7 separate regions of the Mus musculus genome follow, and all the other regions are linked to region 6. A link is a contact called in public Hi-C, HiChIP or PLAC-seq and promoter capture Hi-C data. All regions are on one chromosome and are shown on one strand. The core of a region is the stretch at or near the end of the contact, and the rest is flanking DNA. Distances in the headings are between cores, read along the strand shown. Region 1 overlaps Edem3 (ER degradation enhancer, mannosidase alpha-like 3). Region 2 holds the start of Smg7 (Smg-7 homolog, nonsense mediated mRNA decay factor (C. elegans)). Region 3 overlaps Edem3 (ER degradation enhancer, mannosidase alpha-like 3). Region 4 overlaps Edem3 (ER degradation enhancer, mannosidase alpha-like 3). Region 5 holds the start of Edem3 (ER degradation enhancer, mannosidase alpha-like 3). Region 6 holds the start of Tsen15 (tRNA splicing endonuclease subunit 15). Region 7 has its middle 91 kb from the start of Edem3.

Region 1 (2,845 bases), core at 203-2,702, 610 kb before region 6:
GGCAGTAGCTTGTAAATATCTTCAGTTAAATTGCAGGTAAAGTTGTGTCTTTGTGTCCCTAGGGGTCTTTTGGGCGGACACTCGCTGGCCATCATGCTGAAGGAGAAAGGCGAGCACATGCAGTGGTACAATGACGAGCTCCTCCACATGGCAAAGCAGCTGGGTTACAAGCTCCTGCCAGCTTTCAACACCACCAGCGGCCTTCCGTACCCCAGGGTGAGTCCCTGCAAACAAGCACAACTTTGTTGACGCTTCCTTTGCTATTTACAGAGTGAGTTCTGGTGGTCAGAGGTGTTCCTCACTGGCGTAAGCCTCAAAGAAGATGCATCAGAGCTGACAGCAAATTTATAGTGATATTTCAGCTAACATTTGAGCAATGTGAAAATGAGTGTAAGCTTTCCTCAGTGTGTCAGACTAGATGGTGCTGCAGAAGGAGGAGACAGATGCCAGGATGCAGTGTGGGCCAGAGTTGTTGGTACTTAGATAGTAGTGGGAGCTATGAGAGTAGGAAGGTGTTACTCTCCGAGGAGAAGATGATCAGAAAGTGGGGCTTGGGAAGAGGAAAGCATTTGGAGATTCAGGAGCAAGCATCCCACAGTGGGCAGTGTAACAAACCATAAGAAAGAAGATCCAGGAGGAGGGGTTGTCTGGTGTGATCTATTCTGGAGCAAACTAATGGGGAAGGAGGCTGCAGTGTAGCTCACTCACTCTGCGGTTCCTTCTTTGCTGCTCTTAGAGAGAGCCCTGAGACCTGGCAGTAGAGTTGTTGAGGGAGCTTTGCTGTTAGTTTGTCCTCCAAGAATAGTTTCTATTTAAAGCAGTGGGGAAGGAAGCCACCAAGGATGGAGTGAACTCTCTACATTTTTTATTAACACTGTCTCCCATTTGTCCAAGTCAGACATGAAGTCTGTCACTTCCCTTCATCCTGCTGCTGTGCCATCAAAGCCAGTGTAAGCGCTGGAGTGATGGCTCAGCCTTTAAAGGCTAGGCTCACACCAAAAACAAAGCCAGCTTCATTTCATCCATACACTACTGTATCTTAATGTGGTTATTCTTTTCTCAGGCTTACTAGTCAGAACACTTGGGAAACTAGTATGACTGGAACATTTTTTATTGAATTGCTTTCGAAACTTTAACATTCTTCCTGTTCCATTGAATGTGTCTTAACATTCAGAAATCTTCATAGCTTGCCAGTAGACTTTCTAATGCTCTCTCATGGTCCTTAGTCTATTGCTGTGACAAAACACTATGGCCAAGGTAACATGAAAGGGAGAGGCTGTGGCTTATGGTTTCAAAGGGTTAGAGTCCATTATGGCTGAAAGATAGCATGGCAGCCAGAACAGCTGAGAGTGCACATCCCACACTGACAGCGGAGCCACAGGGAGAGCACAGAGGGATGGTGGGAGGCTGCCAACTCTTCAGAGCTCAGCCCTGTGGCACACCTCCTCCAACAAGGCCACACCTCTTAATCCTTCACAGATACTTCCCCAGCTGGGGACCAAGCATTCAAACAGGAGCCTAAGGGGTCATTCATATTCAAATCCCCATACTCCTATACCCTAGGGAAACTACCTTTCCACCCAAAGCAATGTGTTGTGCTCTCACAAACCCCTAGGGATTTTTTTTTTTAATTATTTTTTATTGTGTGTTTTAGGCCTTCCATCCCTACTGTCTAGTATAACTTCTCTGACAATTTAAGTCAAGCAAGGCTCATTTTCTGTATTTATAAAGTCATTGTTGACTTAATAGGTGTTCAGCAACATGATACAGATAGGTCAAATCTGTATTTTCAGACCAGAGGTCATAGCCATTGATCTCCCCACCAATTTAGTATATCATGACTGGCATTTTTATTTAATGAAAGACTAGAATTAAACCCCATATTAGTTAGTTTCCAGTTTGAGTATTCTTTCCTTTTTTTCTTCTGTATATGCATAGTGTATGTACTTGTTAGTATGAGTATGTGCATGTGAGTTTGTGTGTGTTGGGGGTGGGTATGGATGTAGAGATTTGAGGTATACGTTGGCTTTTTTTTGGGACGGGGTCTCTGATCCTGGAGCTTGTTAGTTTATCTGTGTTGGCTATAATGAGCTTCTGGAGTCTTCCTCTTTGGGTCCCACTAGGAGAGAGGTCACAGAAGCATGCACCCTCAGATAAGGTCCTTGTGCTCTGTGATAGCACCTTACTCACTAGCTAGCTCCCTGGCCCCAGTCTTAGTATTTTAAATAGATTTCCTGTCAACAATCTTACATATTTCTGATTATTTTTCTTTTGGATGAATTATTAGAAGAAAGAAATATGGAATGCCTTTTTAAGACTGTGAGTACTTATTACCAAATTGCTACAAAAAGACACTTTTAAACTCCCTTAATATCATAGAGTTACTGTGTGATACCAACACTGTATACTATCATTCTTTTCTCAATATGGTGAGTAGGACATTACAGTCATTTTAAATGAGAATTTCTTTGTTTGCTAGTATATTTGCATTGTTAACTGGTCATTATCTCTTAGTTTATTAAAGTTACATGTAAACTATTTAAAGCAGTATGTATATATTGAATTTACTTTCAGTATTTTTAATTTTTGTTTTATTTTCATTTTTTTAACTTAAAAAATTATGTGTGTGGTTATTTTGCCTGCATGTATGTATGTGTACTACATGCCTGCCTGGTGTTCACAGACCCAGAAGTTGGATCTCTTGCAACTGGAATTTCAGGCAGCTGAGAGCCACCATGTAGGTGCTGGGAAATGAACCTGGGTCTTCTGGAAACACAGCGAGTGTTCCATCTCTGCAGCTGTATTTTTTGTGTGTGTGTGTGTGTGTGTGTGTGTGTGTGTGTGT
Region 2 (2,700 bases), core at 63-2,562, 520 kb after region 6:
AGGTTTCAACTCACTTTTTAAAAGTATCTTCCCAAATAAGACCTGCTATTTAAAAGAAAAACACTGTTCCTGAAAGACAAAAAGGCCAGTTTGTAAGTTCCCAGTCTTAGCAACTCCTCCATTAGCCTCAGGCACTAGCAACCTTATTTCCCATTGTGAAGGCTGTATTTTCCCCTCTAGTTTCCTCCAAGCTCTCACTCAAAATCCGTCAAACTATTCTGACTGCACACCAGCTGCTGTCTTTCCATTCAAAATGTTCTCGACGTCGGTGTTAATGCATGTGAGTCTTCTTTAAGTGTGCATCAATCCCTGCTTCCCCTCCCTTACCCCAGACACTCACACACACACACACACACACACACACACACATACACATACACACGCACGCACCCCCAGTACCCATGGGTCACTCTATCTCCTTCATACAAGTTCCTTACATCGCACCTAATGAATGCACACGACTCTCAGAATGGTATCTTCCAACTACAGTTTCTTTCGAGAACATCACCTTGTTCGTAGCACCTCCCTCTTCCCTCGTCTCCCCATCCTTTTTCCCCCTTTCCGGGCTCTCCGACCCCTCTAACTCTGGACAGAAGGCATTATTTCTCCTCCTTCCAGCCCGCGACTAAAGAACAAGCTCGCGTTTCCTGCGGGCTCCCCTTCCTCTCATTTGCCCTCCAGAATGCGCCCTCCCAACCCCCAGGTGTGCCGACTTCCATCCTCCTCTCTCCTGCATCGCCCCGGCCAGCACACCACGTTTCCCGGGCCGTGGGCTCCAGACCCCTTCACACCCACCTCGACTCTGGGTCGCTGCCGGCTCTCCTCTCCCCTACCCCGGCCCCGCAGCCTGCGACCAGAGGCGCGCGCGCGCGCGCGCACACGCACACACACACACTCACACACACGTTCTCGTCTCCCGCTTCCCCAACCTCCCTCCGCTCCTCGCCCGGCTTCCCCCGGAGCGCGGCTCGCCCGGCTTCCCGGGGGCCAGGCAGCCATGTGTGTGCCCGCCCCCTCCCGCAGCCGCCCGCTCGGCCCCGCGCTCGGCCTCCCCGCCCTGGGGACAGAAGGACGCCGCGACTCCCCCACCGCTTCCGAGTCCGCCGGTCCTCGGCCCCCCGAGAGCCTCCCCTTCCCCCGTCGCCACCACGCCTCGGCCAAGCTCCGGCGCTCACCGGAGATACTGCGCGCTCTGCAGGCTCATCCTCCGCCGCCGCGTCTCGCCGCGAAGCCTCCGTGGGTCTCTCAGGCTCCTCGGAGCGGCCCCGCGGCCCCGCGGGTGCTGGCGGTCGCCGCCATCTTCCTCTCCTCCGACTCCTCCTCGCTTGGCGCGGGGTGGGGGGGGGGGAGAGTGAGTGAGGCGAGGGGGAGGGAGTTGGGGGGAGCGGCTCCGGCAGCGGCTGCGGCTCTGGCCTGTGGGGCGCAGGGACGCTCCGGCTCCGGAGGGGGGGGGGAAAAAGAAGGGGAAAGGGGCGGGGAAAGAGGAGGGGAGAAGCAGAGGAAGGAAGTCGGGTTCGCTCTCGCGAGACTTCAGCAGCGCCGGTCCCTCTGGGTGCTTTCCGCCGCTCTGTAGCGCTCCCTCTTGGGATCGGCGAGCGGTGCGGTGCCCGCGCGCCGGCCGAACGATCCGGTGCTGGTGCCCGGCGGCCTCCTAAGGCTCCGTCCTGTTCCTCCCGGGCGCGGGGGCGGCCCCCGGCTCACCGCGGACATCGAGCCCAGAGCAGCCCGGAGTCACACTCAAAGCCTTCCGCCCGGCCACCCGCCCACTTCTCACTTCCTTCCTTCTTTCTTTTTTTTTTTTTTCCCACTCCTCCACTTTCCCCGCCGGAAACGCCACCCCTTCCTCCTACAGTTCCGCCCGCCAATTCCTCGACTCCGGTCGTCCCCTCGCGCGCCGGAGAGTGACGCAGAGGCCTCCCCCGTTTCAGCCGCCCCTCCCCGGGCACTCTGGGAGAAGGTTGGGGGGGGGGGGGGGAATAGGGCGGAGCCCAGGGAGAAATAGAAAGGAAAACCAATCCGATTGGGCAGGCCGCTGCCATGGAAACTGGAGGCTGTGGTTGTATTGTCATAGTAACTGCCGTGTGTAGACAGGGTGACCCTCCCGTAGAGAAACGGGTTCCCTGGAAACTGCCCAGGATTCCCCACTTGGATTCCCTGCCTTTTTAAAAGCCAGAAGTCGAAATGGTTATCCGAGTAGGAAAGTCCATTTCTTCCTCCCTTACTCTCCCAGCAAAAATTGGGGGAGACCCCGAAGCATTCATTTTAGGCATTGCCAGTCCCCCAAGGGTGGAAACCACCTCCATCGTTGCCTATCTGAGCCGGGTAGGGAGAGGGCCGGGCCCGAGAAGAAAAGGCAGGTTATGAAGGCCGGCGGCGAGTGGGTGGGAACGAGAAAGCGAGGGCGATGCTGCGAAGTCAGAGGAAAGGGAAGGGGCTTCCCCACCACTGTTTGAGGCTGGGCAGCGGGATCCCGCCAGAAGCGGGTCCCTAAGGGAAGAGACGGGCACATGACAACCGAGATGCGGCTCCGGCGATCGCGAATGTTCGACTTTTTGTAGCCGGTCGACCCTTGCCTAATTCCTACTCGATATCACCGGCGAGACCTCCCGTAGGCGACTTAGTGAGAGCTCGAACCCAGCCTAGGAGGCTAACACGCAGTTCTTAGGCATTTAGAATGGAGAGCGATCAGAAAGGCTGATG
Region 3 (2,700 bases), core at 17-2,516, 570 kb before region 6:
GTTATTATTACTCCTTTCCATTGGGAGGGACACTGGTTTTCACTGCCAGCACACTCACAGCTGTCATTGATTGGCTGCTTTATTTATTTTACTGCAGAAACCAGGTGACTTTGTAAATGTGGTGCAGTTTTTAAGAGGGAGAGTGATGTGTTTGCTTCTTTCCTGTGCAGATCCCGAAATGGAAAATGAAGACCAGCCATCTTCTGAAAATGATTCTCAGAATCAGAGCGCAGAGCAGATGCTCTCGCTTTCTCAGACAGTCGACTTGGCTGATAAGGAGAGCCCTGAACACCCTGCAGATTCTCACTCAGAGGCGTCTCCATCGGACAGTGAAGAGGCTGCTGGCTTTGCCCCCTCTGAACAGATATCTGGGTCCACCGAAAACCACGAGACTACAAGCCTTGATGGTGAATGTACAGACTTAGATAACCAAGTTCAAGAACAATCAGAAACTGAGGAAGATTCCAGTCCTAATGTCAGCTGGGGTACAAAGGCCCAGCCTATAGACTCCATATTAGCAGACTGGAATGAAGACATAGAAGCATTTGAAATGATGGAGAAGGATGAACTATGACTCTCTGGAAAGACTCTGGTGGTAGATATTTAAAAGGAAGAGGTAAACTGTGGTTTGTGACACCCACCCTGTACCAAGCAGGCTCTCCTGGGAGGCTCTGAGCATTGCTCAAGCGCGTTCTGACTGGGGTAAGTAGCCACCATAGGAACCTGGAGCACGCTGTGTTAGAGCTGACCACTGAAACTGCCCCATCCAAAGTGGAGACTCACAAGCCCTCAGATGGCGGTATCCCTGGCCAGGGAAAGATGACTGCCCACTCCTGGGTAGACAAGAAGCAAATTCAGCTAATGGAACCTGGGAACAGAGTCAGTGTCGCTTTCTGATTGAAGAAAGCTTCACTGCCTTGGGCTTGGGGAAGATTTGAGCGAGTATTGTGGCATCTCGGCTTTGCTGCCTTCACAGGAACTCTCTAAGTGACCTACGGGTTCTGAAGCAGATGCATTTACGGCAATGACAGTTTCTGCGCATCGCTGTTACATGCTTCAATCAGTGACAAATGGCCAGGACGACTTGATTTCTTTTCCTCTCCCAACAATGACCTTAGCATTTAACCAAAGCTGAGCCCAGTGTACTTTTCCCATAGGTCTCCGTAAAGACCTACTACGGGGCCATGGAGAGGGTCCGGTAGATAGTGTGGAAATTTGTTGCTTACTGCTCGGGGTAAATAGAGAAGGAGAAACTGTAATGTTGCAATATCAACTTCCCGTTGGGGGAAGCTATGACTACTCTAGATGGAACTCAGCATTAGGTCCTGGTGGGGTAGATTGGAAGTCTTTTCTAGTTCATTTCTCTTAAGGTGGTTCCTCTAACCATCAGCCTTACTCCATCCATTTTAGTATGCAGTTTGAGATGGAAGGCTCGTCTCCAAGCCCTGCTCCATCTCCCTATCTTATAGAGCCATGAGAAACCATGGTAGTAGACTGTAGTCCCGGGGTGACTACTGTCTTTCTCCTTTGAAGCTGGAGTCTGTCACATTTTCTGTTAAATCATGGGTTTAGGTTTGTTTTGTTTTGTTTTAACAAATACTCCTTCCTTCTAATGTGGACTTGAAAATTAGTCTCTGGTGACCTGTGTAAAAACTATATAGCCATATAAGTAAAAGAAAAAGATTTTTTGGGGGTGTGTGTGGCAGTCTGGAGCTGGTCACATTTAATTATTTTTGGTTTTGCTTATTGATACTTCTACATTGAAATCATGGTTTTATTCATTTTATTTATTTTTGAACTTGTTTTAATTGCTTCTAAAGGAATATTTGAGGGACTTCATTCCTTTTTACCATGGCATTACACAGTAACTTTTCTCTACAACGTGGTTTTGAGGTACTGAATGACTTAGGTTATCTATGGAGCCATGAATGACAGCAGTGCTGTGCTGTAGTTGTGTAAGTTCATGTCTTAGGTCCCAGGTAAGCGTGCCCTTTTATAAGGGAATAAATACCTGTTTTCAAAAGGTCCAAATAAATGATTGGTCAGTGAGTGATGAATCTTAGAGAATTCCTTGGGGCCGGGGTAGCATGGCAAGGCCTTCATTAACTCGTAGTTAAACCTGACAGCAAACATGGGTATTTTAGTCTCTCTGCATGGGAAGTTTGGTGTGAGAAGATAGAACCGTAATACATAGAGTATACAGAAGGGGAGATGTGCTTCGTTTTATTTCATTGCAAAGCTGCCAAAATAGCTGACGCTTAATTACTTGACTTGATTTCTAGGACTGGGGCTTGGAGGAAGGGAACAGATGTTCCTTGGCGACTTTGATTACAGAAGCCTTCTATGGATTGATTTTGTATTTGTAGCTCAAAGCCATTGTTGACTAAATCAAACTCTGCTAAGTTATCAAAGCCGCATATTTTTTTCCTTTGAGAACTTAAGGGCATGAAGGGGAGCCCATGGCACATTAGGAAAAGCCAGCGACTGCCACTTACATTCCTTTGGCCACTAGGAGGAGCTGTTGCCCTTCATTAAGGCACCTATTGATTTGTTTAGGAAAACCAAATCCTTTAAAGAAATAAATTTAAGACATTTTACTTACTAACTAGAAGGAATAATACTCAGTTCCCCCTACTTAAGAAAAGAGGAATACGTTCAGCGTCAGAACACAACATTCTAACTGAGTCTCCATCCATTTTT
Region 4 (2,859 bases), core at 318-2,817, 580 kb before region 6:
CATACACACCACACAGCTGTCAGCCTCTGACTCCCCATATACACCACACAGCTGTCAGATACATGTCAGCCTCTGACTCCCCATACACACCACACAGCTGTCAGATACATGTCAGCCTCTGACTCCCCATATACACCACACAGCTGTCAGATACATGTCAGCCTCTGAGTCCCCATACTCACCACACAGCTGTCAGCCTCTGAGTCCCCATACTCACCACACAGCTGTCAGCCTCTGACTCCCCATACTCACCACACAGCTGTCAGATACATGTCAGCCTCTGACTCCCCATTAACACCACACAGCTGTCAGCCTCTGACTCCCCATACACACCACACAGCTGTCAGCCTCTGACTCCCCATACACACCTCACAGCTGTCAGCCTCTGACTCCCCATATACACCACACAGCTGTCAGCCTCTGACTCCCCATACACACCACACAGCTGTCAGCCTCTGACTCCCCATATACACCACACAGCTGTCAGATACATGTCAGCCTCTGACTCCCCATACACACCACACAGCTGTCAGCCTCTGACTCCCCATATACACCACACAGCTGTCAGATACATGTCAGCCTCTGACTCCCCATACACACCACACAGCTGTCAGATACATGTCAGCCTCTGACTCCCCATATACACCACACAGCTGTCAGATACATGTCAGCCTCTGAGTCCCCATACTCACCACACAGCTGTCAGCCTCTGACTCCCCATACACACCACACAGCTGTCAGATACATGTCAGCCTCTGACTCCCCATATACACCACACAGCTGTCAGATACATGTCAGCCTCTGACTCCCCATATACACCACACAGCTGTCAGATACATGTCAGCCTCTGAGTCCCCATACTCACCACACAGCTGTCAGATACATGTCAGCCTCTGACTCCCCATACACACCACACAGCTGTCAGCCTCTGACTCCCCATACACACCACACAGCTGTCAGCCTCTGACTCCCCATACACACCACACAGCTGTCAGCCTCTGACTCCCCATATACACCACACAGCTGTCAGCCTCTGACTCCCCATACACACCACACAGCTGTCAGCCTCTGACTCCCCATATACACCACACAGCTGTCAGATACATGTCAGCCTCTGACTCCCCATACACACCACACAGCTGTCAGCCTCTGACTCCCCATATACACCACACAGCTGTCAGATACATGTCAGCCTCTGACTCCCCATATACACCACACAGCTGTCAGCCTCTGAGTCCCCATACTCACCACACAGCTGTCAGCCTCTGACTCCCCATACTCACCACACAGCTGTCAGATACATGTCAGCCTCTGACTCCCCATACACACCACACAGCTGTTCAGATACATGTCAGCCTCTGACTCCCCATACACACCACACAGCTGTCAGATACATGTCAGCCTCTGACTCCCCATATACACCACACAGCTGTCAGATACATGTCAGCCTCTGACTCCCCATACACACCACACAGCTGTCAGCCTCTGAGTCCCCATACACACCACACAGCTGTTCAGATACAGGAACGAGTAGAGCTGTGGTTTCACTCTGACACGTAAGTCGGCTGTTTTGTTCCTTTTGCAGAATAGGAAACAGCAGTCACAGTGTTTAGGTAATGTCCCAATGGCTGGTGACCTCCTTAGCAGAAGAGATTCATCTTTAAAGCCCAGTTCTTCACCACTTCCATCATCCTTAGCAATGCCCTTTCAATTTGCATTCAATTTAGTAAGCATCACTGAGGGCCTCTATGAGCCACAAGCTGAGCTTGGGGAGAAGTATGATCGGATGCAACCTGTTAAATACACCACAGGCATGTGTTACTGTCAAAGCCTTGGTGCCTTGCTGTGGGAGCAATACCAGCTACTCCCTATATACTCTTTTCCTGACATGAAATTTGTTTAAATTTCTCTTTAAAATGTTGTAACATTAAACTATTTGTGAAGGCATATCCATCTGTCCCTCTTACTCTCCTCAACTATAAAGTAAACAAATAGATAAAAGCTTACTGCTCTGGGACATAAGTATTGTACAAAGCTGTGCCTACAGTCCTGGGTCTTTGCGTTTACTTTATGGAACCTTTTATAAGTGATGCCTTTAAAGTCTTTTCATTACTTAAATGCCTGCATAACAAATACCACAAAAGTGACGTGCCTTGTTCATGTGTTAACCTGACTTATAAGATTCTTGTATGGGTCTCATTAGTACCTTCATCTGGAAGTTTACTTACTCCATAGTAGAAAACCTGTTGAATGAGTAGTGTTGGGGCTGGTGAGATGTCTCAGCGGTCAAGAATACAGGCTGTTCTTCCAGAGGTCCTGAGTTCAATTCCCAGCAACCACATGACTTTCTATAAAGGGATCTTATGCCCTCTTCTGGTATATAGGGGTGCATGCAGACATAGCACACCTACACTTAAACAAAACAAAACATAAATAAATTAATTAAAAAAAAAAACCCAAGACAGGCAGTTGTGGCTTAGGCTTAATCCCAGCACTAAGGAGGCAGAGGAAAGTGGCTCTCTGTGAGTTCAAGGACAGCCTGATCTACAGAGAGAGTTCCAGTTCCAGGACAGCCAAAGCTCCCTGTCTCAAAAAAAAAAACCAAAGAAATAGAGTGGTGTGAATTTTGTGTTTGTGTGGGATATTTTACAGGTTTCTTTTTGTGAATTTTTGATAAAATTAACAGTAGTGGTAGGCAGCTCCTCTGATCTTTTATGCCATCGTGGTTCAAGTTACTTCGGCAGTGGAGGATTGAAACACTTTGTGTTATATTGACTATCTATCACTGATACTTGGATTTTTAAATATTTATTTGCGACTTCAATTTAGAATGGATTCATTCTTCTTGGCTGAAATGTT
Region 5 (2,919 bases), core at 364-2,863, 630 kb before region 6:
CTAGGACGTTGCAACTGTTCAGCAAAGAGATAATGAGAGCTGGAACTAGGAAAATGTGGACTAGAAAGGCAATGGTCTGAAAGATAGTAGCGATAAGGATCTGGGTGATTTACCCACTGGTTGGACACTAGGAAAGAAGAGGGTGAGTAAACAGGTCTGAAGCATTAAATAATTTTACACTTGAGTTTCTCTTGGACCAGACAGAAAGGAAATTGAATGTAAGGCCAATGATCAGGACAGATATAAATCTAGAAATCAATCCGAGCAACAAGGTGACTTAATCCGTGTCAGAAATCACTAAAGCGAAACCCGGAGAGTACAAAGAAGCAAAGGAGTCGAAACAGAACCTTCAGGAAACACCTGCGTTTTTGAAAGAGGAGAGAAGGAAGAAAGGTTATTTTGTAACCCGGATGGTCAGAGAGATAAGACTTAAGTGGTGAGGCATTAAAAGCAAGAGGTTTCAGATAGCTCGATATTGCTGAACGGACAAATACGAAATTTACTGTGGCCACAGAGGTCACATCCAAGCTCCTCAACTCTGCCGCCACCTGCTGAAGTGGCACAAAAGAAAGACATGTGCTTTTGCAAGAGAAACCCACCTGTCATTTTACCCACAGTTAGCCTGCCAATCAGCCATTGCAACTCATTACAACATCTAGTCTTCACTAAATTAAAAAAAAAAAATCACTTTTGCATTGTACACTTCTTTCCTTCATGGGCTTTTAAGATAACTATTATTAATCACGTTCTTAGCTTTGCTTGGCCTCCTTCATTTTGAGTGTCCTGCTTAGTTGCTGGGGTACTGAATTAGAGGAGTAATTCAGGAGTTAGATTAGTGTTTGCTAACTTCTTCCAAGCCTTTGTGCAAAAGTTCAAGCTACGTGTGCAAAAGTAGAAGGACGATATATACATATTAGAGTTGTGTATATGCGCTAATGAAAGTAAAACTCTCACATGGTCGTCAAAGGTTCGAGTCATTTAGCTGTTGTTCATTTCCTAGTTTTTGTTTTGTTTTGTTTTGTTGTCATTTTCTCGAGGGCAGAAGAATATTTTCACTGTTCACCCAGGCATTCGGTACCGACCTGGGGGCAAGTCTCATTCTGTCAGCTCTCAGGAAAAAAAAAAAATCTTCAGGAAGAGAATGGCAAAGCACTCACGAGTCTCAAGGACTGGGCAGCCCACCGACGAGGTAGGGTTGGCCAAAGGTCTTGCGGAACACAGAACGCCTGGAACCTGCGTGGCCTTTACAGAATAGGACTACAAGTCCCAGAACGCAGGGCGCTACTAGGCAGAAATCTAGCAAGGCGCCTGCGCGTAGGTCTGTAGTCAAGCTGGAGGAAGCGGTGCACCTTGGGACTAGTAGTTCCTAGGTGGCAACTCCTGGGGTCGGAGGTGGATCGAAGGGACAGCTCCCTGCCCAGTCCCGCCTTTTGTCCACGTCCCGCTTCTCTGGGCCAATGCTAGGTCCTGTAGCTGCGGCCAGCCCCTCTCCGAGGCTGTCTCCATTGGTCCCGAGGCTATCTCACTTCGGCTCTACCCGGAAGTAGCCTTGGAGAGGCGGTTTCCTAGACTACGACACCGGAAAGCTGGGGGCGGTGCTCCGAGCCGTGGAGGGCGGAGGGTGGTGGCAGCGCTGGCGCTGGGGGACCGGCTCGGTGACTTCGGCAAACAGTTTGGCGCCGGCGGCCGCCAGCCTCACTCCACAGTCCGCCCTCGACACGGCTCGCAGCCTCCTCGCCGCCGGCAGCCCGCAATGTGGCCCACCGTGCCGGTGTAGCAGCTGCGCGTGCGCGGAACCGCGGGGCCATGAGCAAAGCCGGCGGCTGCCGGGGCTGTGGGTGCCGGGTCCCCCAGCGAGCGTCATGGAGCCTGGTGGCAGCGACGGCCGCGCTCTGTCTGGTGTTGGCCACGTCCGTGTGCACGGCAGGGGCCGCGCCCATGAGTAGGGAAGAGAAGCAGAAGCTTGGGTAAGGGTGCGTGGCTGTCCGGGTGGGTTTCCTCGCGCGGCTGCCAGCAGTGGAGGTGCCTGTCATTGCGCCCCCGGCGCACTGTGGACTTTTTCTGTGGTGACTGTAACAGCTGGTGAGGCTGGAGGACCTCGGTGCGGTGGACGGGGTCCAGGACGATGGGAGCTGATCCCCGGGATGTGACCTCGGGGGCTGTCGAGTGTCTCCTGGGCAGCCTGTGACATATGTAGTGTTGTGTCAGCGCCTCTGCCATGTCAGGGGCTGGTGGAGGGGCTACCGCCTGGGTGGCGGAGGCAGGGTTGGATGTCTCACCCAAGTGAGCTCCCAGCGGGAAAATGTTGCGGTGCTTACACCTGTTAAAGGAAAAGGGGCGTTCACCGGAACTTGAACTTTTCAGACTTCACTATCCCCCTTGCTGTGTTTTCTTTCCTAAATGGCACTTGTGAGCTAGAGCAGGCGATTTGATGCTATTCAGAGGCCTCGATTAAGTGTACCCCCTTAGAGTAGTTTTATGAGGCTTAAAAGTGTTCCAAAACACTATTTATAGCATTTAATCCAGTAATTCGAATACATCCGAAGTGGCACAAGTGACTAAGAACGAAGTGGAGAATCTCTGGATTTTGGCAAAACCGTGAAGTTAAGTGAGAGGAGAGGAAATGTGTGCCTGTCAGTAGCACGGCGAGTTGACTGCGAAAGATGCTTATTAAAACAGTGAAGTGGGTGGGTTTTGCTTGTCTGGTAGGTTAGCACAGAACACTAGAATGCACTGCTGATTAGTGAAGAGGTGAGAAAACTGGTGGGGATGTAAACCACGTGACTTATTGACACCAACTCCAGAATTTTAAATTGTGCTTGCTCTTTGATTCATTTCTTTCTCTGGAGAATCTATCCTACAGAAGTAAAGACACAATTAGAGATAAGTGTATAAAGGGGTGCATTTTGACAGAACAGA
Region 6 (2,954 bases), core at 70-2,569:
GTTCCTAGTCACTGTTGATGTCTTCTCTGTTTCTCTCTACATCCTCCCCTGTCGTTATGGTAACTAGTGACATTCCCACGCTATTGTTTATGGAGTCGATGATGGGAAATCAAAGAAAACACCAAGCATAGATGGGCGTGATGGCTCACACCTTTAATCCCAGCACTCGGGAGGCAGAGGCAGGCGGATTTCTGAGTTCTAGACCACCCTGGTCTACAAGGTGAGTTCCAGGACAGCCAGGGCTATACAGAGAAACCCTGTCTCGAAAAACCAAAACCAAAACAAACAAACAAAAACAAAAAATAAAAAAACCCACCAAGCTTCATGAAGTGCTGAAAGGTTCCTTTTTTAAGATTTGTATTTACAAATATTCGCTTTCCTTGATTGTTTTAACACACTTATCCGACTCAATAACTCTCAAAGGGGGGAGTTGCCATTTTATTAATGAACCAGTCCTGGAGGTCTCTGTACAGCCTTCATTCATTATCAGCAGACTGCTTGTGGCTTAACGGATACAAAGTTATCAATTTCCCAAGCAGAAGCAAGCAGAAGGTTATCCTTATTTTCCTTGAGGCCAACACAGAAAATACAATGTCAATAGTTCTCTGGCCTGTACAAGAACTTACTCAAGCTTTCCAAGAAAGAAGAAAAATTAGGATTCTGTCCCCATACAGAATCAAGATGCACACTTTGGGCCTAAGGCTAAGTGTAATACGACTGTGCCTAAATACATTATTTGCGGACTCCTAGATCTCAGCCGTAGTCCACAAACTGTTTCTGATCGGTTAGCTGTGGACTCAGCCCATCTCAGAAAGGACTACATAGTTAGGAAAACAGGTATTAATGGAGGGCTCATCAGCGGCCTCTGGGTTAAGAGTGGCCTTGGCAGCATGACAGGAATGGTGTTAATCTATACTATATAACTCATATAAACAAACAAAAATGACACTGCGGGCGACCAGTGGCCTTGCACTCGGGGGTCCCCCCCTACCCCACGCCGCGAGGCTGGCGTGCGTCCTCCGCCGAGACGCGGGCCGGAGAGGGAGCGCGGTGCCGAGGGCCGGGTCGGCGCCCTGCTGGCCTCGCGCCTCCTGACCTTAGGGTGTGTGCCCATCCAGGCGTCCTCCGGAGCCCATGTGTGGGCGCCGCCGCCATCGCGAACGGGAGCCGGGCCAGGCCCGCTACATCCCGGGGTAGGTTTGGAATCGCTGCGCTCCTCCATGCCGCCCGCGCAGAAAGCCGTGGTGCACCGCAAACCCCGCTCGGCCAGAAGCAGACGGTCCAGCGCGCGGGAGTTCCGCTTCCCGCCGCGCACACTGGGCGGAGAGTTGGCCGGGCCACGCCCTCTGACTAGGGACCGGCACCAGCGCGGATGAGCTCCGCCCCCTCCACCTTCCCTCTTCACCACCTCCAGTCTGGGCAGGTTGTAGGGTAGAGAAAGTTAACTAATAACCTGAATTCAGAATTCTTCAGCCCTTCATAAACCCGTGCTCTCTAGCTTGAGAAATGAAGGATTCTTAACCCGTCTTTGCCTTCAATTCCTGGGAGCAGAAAAAGACCCCATTCAATGCCCTGCTGTCGAAGTTTAAAATTAAAACACAGTTGTAAAGCAAGTCCATCTTTCAAGATTAGAAAAAAACATGAAGTGTTGAACGGGTACTGAGAACTAACGTAAACAAATGACTTAAAAAGCCAAAGATGTGACCCTTCAGACTGATGGGTAGGACATGGCAAGTGGGTTTGGATTTACCCTGAGTAAGAAAGGAGCCAGTGGAGGTTCCTGGTATTAAGAGGAGTGGTTACAAAGCCACTATATTAACCAAGACCAAAAAGGCTTCCAAAATTAAAAAAGTACCAGGCAAAAGAAAACTTGTGATTCAAAACGCAGTAGATTAAGAATCTTGTGTTGAACCAGGCAGTGGTGGCCCACGCCTTTAATCCCAGCACTTGGGAGGCAGAGGCAGGTGGATTTCTGAATTCGAGGCCAGCCTGGTCTACAGAGAGAGTTCCAGAACAGCCAGGGCTTCACAGAGAAATCCTGTCTCGAAAAACCAAAAAAAAAAAAAAAAAAAAAAAAAAAAGAATCTTGTGTTGAAACAAAACTTTGATGAGACCATTACATCCATCAGCAATGAAATACAACAAACCATATTTTTAATGGATGGAAATCTCAAGGGTCAAATCTCAAAAATGAAAATTTTTTTTAAAATCCAAATAGGTATTCTGTAGTTCAAGATTACAGTTTTGGAAATAAAGATTTCCAGTGGGTGATTTTTGACAACCAAAATGGAATTTGGGGGGAAGAGCAGGTGAAGTTGCAGATAGATCAAGAGAAATCACTACAGATGAACAAAGAGTGAGATGTTATTTTCATAAGTGTGAGGGTGGCAGGGGGCAAAGTGCCAGGCTTAGTGGTGAATGATCATGATCTCAGTATTCAGGAGGCTGAAATGGGAGGATTGTGATGTTGAGCCCAGCTGAGTCTACAGAGTGAGTTCTAGATCAGCCTGGACTATAGATCAAAACCTGTCACAGTAAACGAACACGCAGAGAATGAACAACGCCTTAAGGAGTTGCCCCATGTTAGTGAACTAATAGGAGAAGGAGGTAGAAAACACTGAAGAAATGATGGCCAATTTTTTTCACAATTTCAATGAAATAAATTTGCCATTACAAAATGATAAAAAAAGTACCAATTAAACGAGACATGAGTTCCCATTGTTGAAGAAAAGAAAAAGAGAAAACCTTAAATATATCAGAAAACTAACTACGAGCAAACTCCACCTACAAAGATTCATATGAAATCATTATTTTTGCCTCCATAAAACAGCTGTTGACACATTCTCCCAAAAGCAAATACTACTAAAATTAGGAGGCTCCCTGAAGCAGCAAACACTGACACTAATTCAAGAGATCAGAAATGAAGAAACTCTCCTCTCTGGCTCCTAGAGCTT
Region 7 (3,068 bases), core at 233-2,732, 540 kb before region 6:
TCCTTACCACAGGATCGTTCCCTAATAGACATTGTCTCCTAAATTGGACATCATTTCTTCATTGTAATTCCACATCTCCACTCCTCTCACCCATTCTGATATGGTTCTCAACGCTTGTGGTTGAGTGGAAGAGCAAACAAGGGACATTTCCAGCTAGATGGCAATGGATTTCTAAGTCCCCTTCGATGGGACTTCATGATAATCTGCAATTCTCATTTGTGAACTGCCTCAACAAACTCAAAGAAACTGCTATGTAAGAGATTATGTAAGAATTCTCACTTGCTGGCCATGGTAACACAGGGCTGTAATCCCAGCATTTGAGAAGCTGAGGCAGGAGGGCTGTTAAATTCCAGACTAGCCTGGGCTACATAGGTGATTAGATCTTGTCTCCCTGCACCGAAGAACTTTCTTCCCTTCCAAGAATCTCTATCTTTTGTTGTTGATTAAAGTTGTCAGTTCTTACTAATTAAATAACTTAGTTATTTAGTTAAAGAAAATAAATAAAAGCTGTTAAATTTTGTTGTTGTCAAAGTGCTTTCTTTTGCTGCTTTGGGGTTGCCTCGGGACAATTAGGTTCAAGAGAATGGAGGTCTCTGATGGTAATGGATTCCCTTATTGATCTAGCAAGTGTGTCCGGAAGGCTTATTGTTCAGCATTATACGCAGGTGTAGCGCATGCCCAGTTCCCCACAGACTTCTGCCCGCTGCATCATCTTGATAACATGCTTGGCTCCGTGATTCCTTTGGTGACACGTTTATTTTCACTCTTCCGTGCAACAGGAGGCCTCCTTACTAATTCATGTGATACTGTTTTCTAATTAGGTGTCTTGACACAGCAGGCGTTCCAGTCCTGAACGTTTCTTTTTCTTTAATGTGCCTGCGAGCTGCCTGCCTTTGAGCTGAGTAGTCTCTTATATAAAACAAGAGAACGAACACACAGAAGACACCTAACCCAGTGCCTGACACCTCGGGAGGGCCCCGAGGCATGTTCATCATCTACCAGTCTTGTCTCCTCACCGTCTTCCCTTCTGGCATTTCAGTTACCCTTAGACATAAAATACCGCCATTAAACGGCTCCATTTTTCTTCATCCCATTAGAAGCCAGCTGTAAATGCAAACTACATAGATCAGACGTTTCATTTCTATCCACCTCACAACGTACCTCATATGGCAGAGATTTTTATTCACCTTGCTGTGTGGGGAAAGAATCCTTCCACGAGAAGTGTGGTAGGAAGGTTATAACTGTGGGTGAGTGAGGCTAGGAGATGGAACAGGAGTCCCGTTTTTTTTCCTCTCTCCATAAATTTTCATCCTTGACAATTACGCTTCGGGGACTCTGGGTGACTGTCACTTAGAGCATGAGTATACTAAATAGGGTACACAGTGGGGGAGAGAAACCACAGCTCTCCCTGAGCCTAGAGAGGCTTAGCACAGAGCTGGGCCACCTGTCTCCTGTGGGCGGCCTGGTGCCCCAGCTGCAATGTGGAGGAAGATCTGCATGCTCTAAAGGCACAGCGTGACCCTCCCAGCCCCACTGCAGGATAAGGTTCCGCCCAAAGGGAGAGAACAGCACGGGCTCTACCACCCACACCTTCAGGGGCTAGCTGTGCTCCAGCCCATGGACCCAGGCATGAGAAAGCACACGGAAGCTCCAAAGGATCTTCTACCGATTGTCCCCAGCCCGTTTAATGGCATCTTTCGGATGCTAAGGGAAGCCATCTACCTGCCGTATGCAGCATCAAGAAATCCCCAGGACGGCTTGCAGCTGAAACCATGTATTTTGTTATTCCTGCAGTCTCTGGAATTAAGGAACAGGGTTGAGGCTCCAGTTACCTGCCAAACAGAAGGACCTGATCTCTCCAGCGCCCAGCGGGGGACCACAGCTGCCGCCCTGGGAATGCCTGAATCTGCCTGCTGGGGGCGCAGGTGCCCTGAGGGCAGAGGGCAGAGGGAGCGAGCATGCATCCTGACATAGTGGAGATTTGGGTGCAGCACATGGATTTTAGAATCCATATAGATTCATGTCCACGTCTCAGCTCTGCTCCAAGTGTCATTAACTTGTTCCCTGGCATTGTGTGAAGGTTTTCCCCTTACTGTGCCATGCAATGCTCACAGCAGCCCTTTAAGAAAAAATGAGGTAAAAATATTCATCTCCATCTGGCAAGAAATGGACAGTTAGTTCAACTCCTTGCTTCTGGACACACCCCTTGGCCCACAGCTTAGTTTTAAGGAAAGCTCAGGTTTTAGTCATTAGATAAAAATGAAAACAAACAAACAAACAAAATGCTTAGTGTGGCGACAGCACTGGTCCTTACATGTTTCTTGGTGCTCTAAAACTGGGCCAGTCACGTGCTGCTGAAAGGACTTTTGAGAGAACTAGAGGTAATGAACACATGAACAGTGCATAGAAAAGCATGGGGTGGTTTCCATCCCTGCCTTTGGCACCCAGGGGCTTTGGGTAGACCTGACTCAGGACTAAGGTATGTGTGTGTGTGTGTGTGTGTGTGTGTGTGTGTGTGTGGGTGGGTGTTCAGAGTCCATGCTACAGTTGCTATTTATTTTAAATTAAATATTTTCCAGAAACATATATTAAAACAATAGTTGAATCTGAATGGGTATGGGTTTTGTTTTTATCTTTATACTTTCTAAATGAAAAGAATATACTGTTTTCTTATTATAACAGTAATACACATTTTATGGGTAATATCAGTGTTACCTATAAAAAAATAAAGATAATTGTCAAAAAGAAACTGGGAAAAAAATGTCCATTTGCCACGGTTCAAAAGTGACCATTGTTAGCTTTTTCTTCCATTTACTTACGTGATTCATCGGTGTGTTTGCCACTTTGCAGACTTGATCTCATTATGTAGGTTGTTATCCTGCTCTTAAAATTCAGTACTTCACTCTTCATGGCAATTCAAGTCTTTTCTATAAAATGTTGTAGTACTTGCATGCAGCCTACACATAGCCTCACTTGTACTTTGGAATAACTCTAGATTACGTCTAATACAATGTGAATGCAAATAATAGCTGTTATACCGCATTGCACAGTGAGTAATGCATGAAAAA

What was found. Promoter capture Hi-C pulls out the DNA fragments that hold promoters and counts their contacts. Hi-C and Micro-C count contacts between places; a contact is called where the count stands out from the background. HiChIP or PLAC-seq counts read pairs in DNA pulled down with a chosen protein or histone mark.
Region 1: a contact with region 6 is called in an H3K4me3 HiChIP or PLAC-seq map of bone marrow-derived macrophages, with 4 times the contacts expected there. The contact joins the enhancer-like site here to the promoter of Tsen15 in region 6. A contact is called at or near these places in 13 of 39 promoter capture datasets (the 3T3-L1 cell line, the HPC-7 cell line, HPC-7-derived erythroid cells and 9 more), 4 of 484 Hi-C or Micro-C datasets (the 63-12 cell line, bone marrow-derived macrophages, cortical neurons and 1 more), 6 of 115 datasets of contacts at active chromatin or transcription factors (bone marrow-derived macrophages, embryonic basal ganglia, embryonic stem cells and 3 more) and 4 of 9 other capture datasets (adipose tissue, liver, macrophages and 1 more).
Region 2: a promoter capture Hi-C map of erythroid cells shows a contact between it and region 6, with 10 times the contacts expected there. The contact joins the promoter of Smg7 here to the promoter of Tsen15 in region 6. A contact is called at or near these places in 3 of 39 promoter capture datasets (the C10 cell line, erythroid cells and liver), 2 of 484 Hi-C or Micro-C datasets (embryonic stem cells and rod photoreceptor) and 2 of 115 datasets of contacts at active chromatin or transcription factors (large pre-B cells and pro-B cells).
Region 3: a contact with region 6 is called in an H3K4me3 HiChIP or PLAC-seq map of bone marrow-derived macrophages, with 7 times the contacts expected there. The contact joins the enhancer-like site here to the promoter of Tsen15 in region 6. A contact is called at or near these places in 24 of 39 promoter capture datasets (the 3T3-L1 cell line, 3T3-L1-derived adipocytes, the C10 cell line and 15 more), 77 of 484 Hi-C or Micro-C datasets (the 63-12 cell line, the AML12 cell line, B cells and 56 more), 16 of 115 datasets of contacts at active chromatin or transcription factors (the 230-238 cell line, the HPC-7 cell line, bone marrow-derived dendritic cells and 12 more) and 5 of 9 other capture datasets (adipose tissue, embryonic stem cells, liver and 2 more).
Region 4: a contact with region 6 is called in a Hi-C map of B cells, with 11 read pairs. The contact joins the enhancer-like site here to the promoter of Tsen15 in region 6. A contact is called at or near these places in 21 of 39 promoter capture datasets (the 3T3-L1 cell line, 3T3-L1-derived adipocytes, the C10 cell line and 15 more), 28 of 484 Hi-C or Micro-C datasets (the AML12 cell line, B cells, the C2C12 cell line and 21 more), 9 of 115 datasets of contacts at active chromatin or transcription factors (bone marrow-derived macrophages, embryonic basal ganglia, embryonic forebrain and 5 more) and 4 of 9 other capture datasets (adipose tissue, liver, macrophages and 1 more).
Region 5: a promoter capture Hi-C map of liver shows a contact between it and region 6, with 5 times the contacts expected there. The contact joins the promoter of Edem3 here to the promoter of Tsen15 in region 6. A contact is called at or near these places in 19 of 39 promoter capture datasets (the 3T3-L1 cell line, 3T3-L1-derived adipocytes, the C10 cell line and 13 more), 3 of 484 Hi-C or Micro-C datasets (bone marrow-derived macrophages, cortical neurons and trophoblast stem cells), 11 of 115 datasets of contacts at active chromatin or transcription factors (the 230-238 cell line, astrocytes, craniofacial prominence and 8 more) and 3 of 9 other capture datasets (adipose tissue, liver and pancreatic islet).
Region 7: a contact with region 6 is called in an H3K4me3 HiChIP or PLAC-seq map of embryonic stem cells, with 7 times the contacts expected there. The contact joins the enhancer-like site here to the promoter of Tsen15 in region 6. A contact is called at or near these places in 8 of 39 promoter capture datasets (the C10 cell line, the HPC-7 cell line, cranial neural crest and 5 more), 3 of 484 Hi-C or Micro-C datasets (bone marrow-derived macrophages, cardiomyocytes and embryonic limb bud), 10 of 115 datasets of contacts at active chromatin or transcription factors (the SCID.adh cell line, bone marrow-derived macrophages, embryonic basal ganglia and 7 more) and 3 of 9 other capture datasets (adipose tissue, liver and macrophages).

Annotation. Positions count from the first base shown.
Region 1 is chr1:151,777,344-151,780,188 of GRCm38.p6, forward strand. Edem3 (ER degradation enhancer, mannosidase alpha-like 3) reads left to right here. Exons shown (of 20, transcript NM_001039644.2): 6 at 63-216. Among named protein-coding and RNA genes, the nearest start is that of Edem3, 23 kb to the left of the region's middle. Within about 2 kb of position 1,453, at least 12 of the 459 cell types and tissues checked have an H3K27ac peak or open chromatin away from gene starts, as enhancers often do. A contact at or near this core is called in bone marrow-derived macrophages and epiblast stem cells, where this site is marked.
Region 2 is chr1:152,901,334-152,904,033 of GRCm38.p6, forward strand. Smg7 (Smg-7 homolog, nonsense mediated mRNA decay factor (C. elegans)) reads right to left here and starts at 1,313. Exons shown (of 23, transcript NM_001160256.1): 1 at 1,176-1,313. The coding sequence starts at 1,204.
Region 3 is chr1:151,818,140-151,820,839 of GRCm38.p6, forward strand. Edem3 (ER degradation enhancer, mannosidase alpha-like 3) reads left to right here. Exons shown (of 20, transcript NM_001039644.2): 20 at 171-2,700. The coding sequence ends at 574. Among named protein-coding and RNA genes, the nearest start is that of Edem3, 64 kb to the left of the region's middle. Within about 2 kb of position 1,267, at least 21 of the 459 cell types and tissues checked have an H3K27ac peak or open chromatin away from gene starts, as enhancers often do. A contact at or near this core is called in Kupffer cells, bone marrow-derived macrophages and neutrophils, where this site is marked.
Region 4 is chr1:151,801,449-151,804,307 of GRCm38.p6, forward strand. Edem3 (ER degradation enhancer, mannosidase alpha-like 3) reads left to right here. Exons shown (of 20, transcript NM_001039644.2): 14 at 2,830-2,859. Among named protein-coding and RNA genes, the nearest start is that of Edem3, 48 kb to the left of the region's middle. Within about 2 kb of position 1,568, at least 11 of the 459 cell types and tissues checked have an H3K27ac peak or open chromatin away from gene starts, as enhancers often do. A contact at or near this core is called in B cells, where this site is marked.
Region 5 is chr1:151,753,761-151,756,679 of GRCm38.p6, forward strand. Edem3 (ER degradation enhancer, mannosidase alpha-like 3) reads left to right here and starts at 1,614. Exons shown (of 20, transcript NM_001039644.2): 1 at 1,614-1,967. The coding sequence starts at 1,807. It overlaps 2810414N06Rik (RIKEN cDNA 2810414N06 gene), which reads right to left and starts at 1,258. Exons shown (of 2, transcript NR_151475.1): 1 at 1,083-1,258.
Region 6 is chr1:152,385,363-152,388,316 of GRCm38.p6, forward strand. It overlaps Tsen15 (tRNA splicing endonuclease subunit 15), which reads right to left and starts at 1,320. Exons shown (of 5, transcript NM_025677.3): 1 at 1,097-1,320. The coding sequence starts at 1,222.
Region 7 is chr1:151,844,684-151,847,751 of GRCm38.p6, forward strand. No RefSeq gene overlaps it. Among named protein-coding and RNA genes, the nearest start is that of Edem3, 91 kb to the left of the region's middle. Within about 2 kb of position 1,483, at least 13 of the 459 cell types and tissues checked have an H3K27ac peak or open chromatin away from gene starts, as enhancers often do.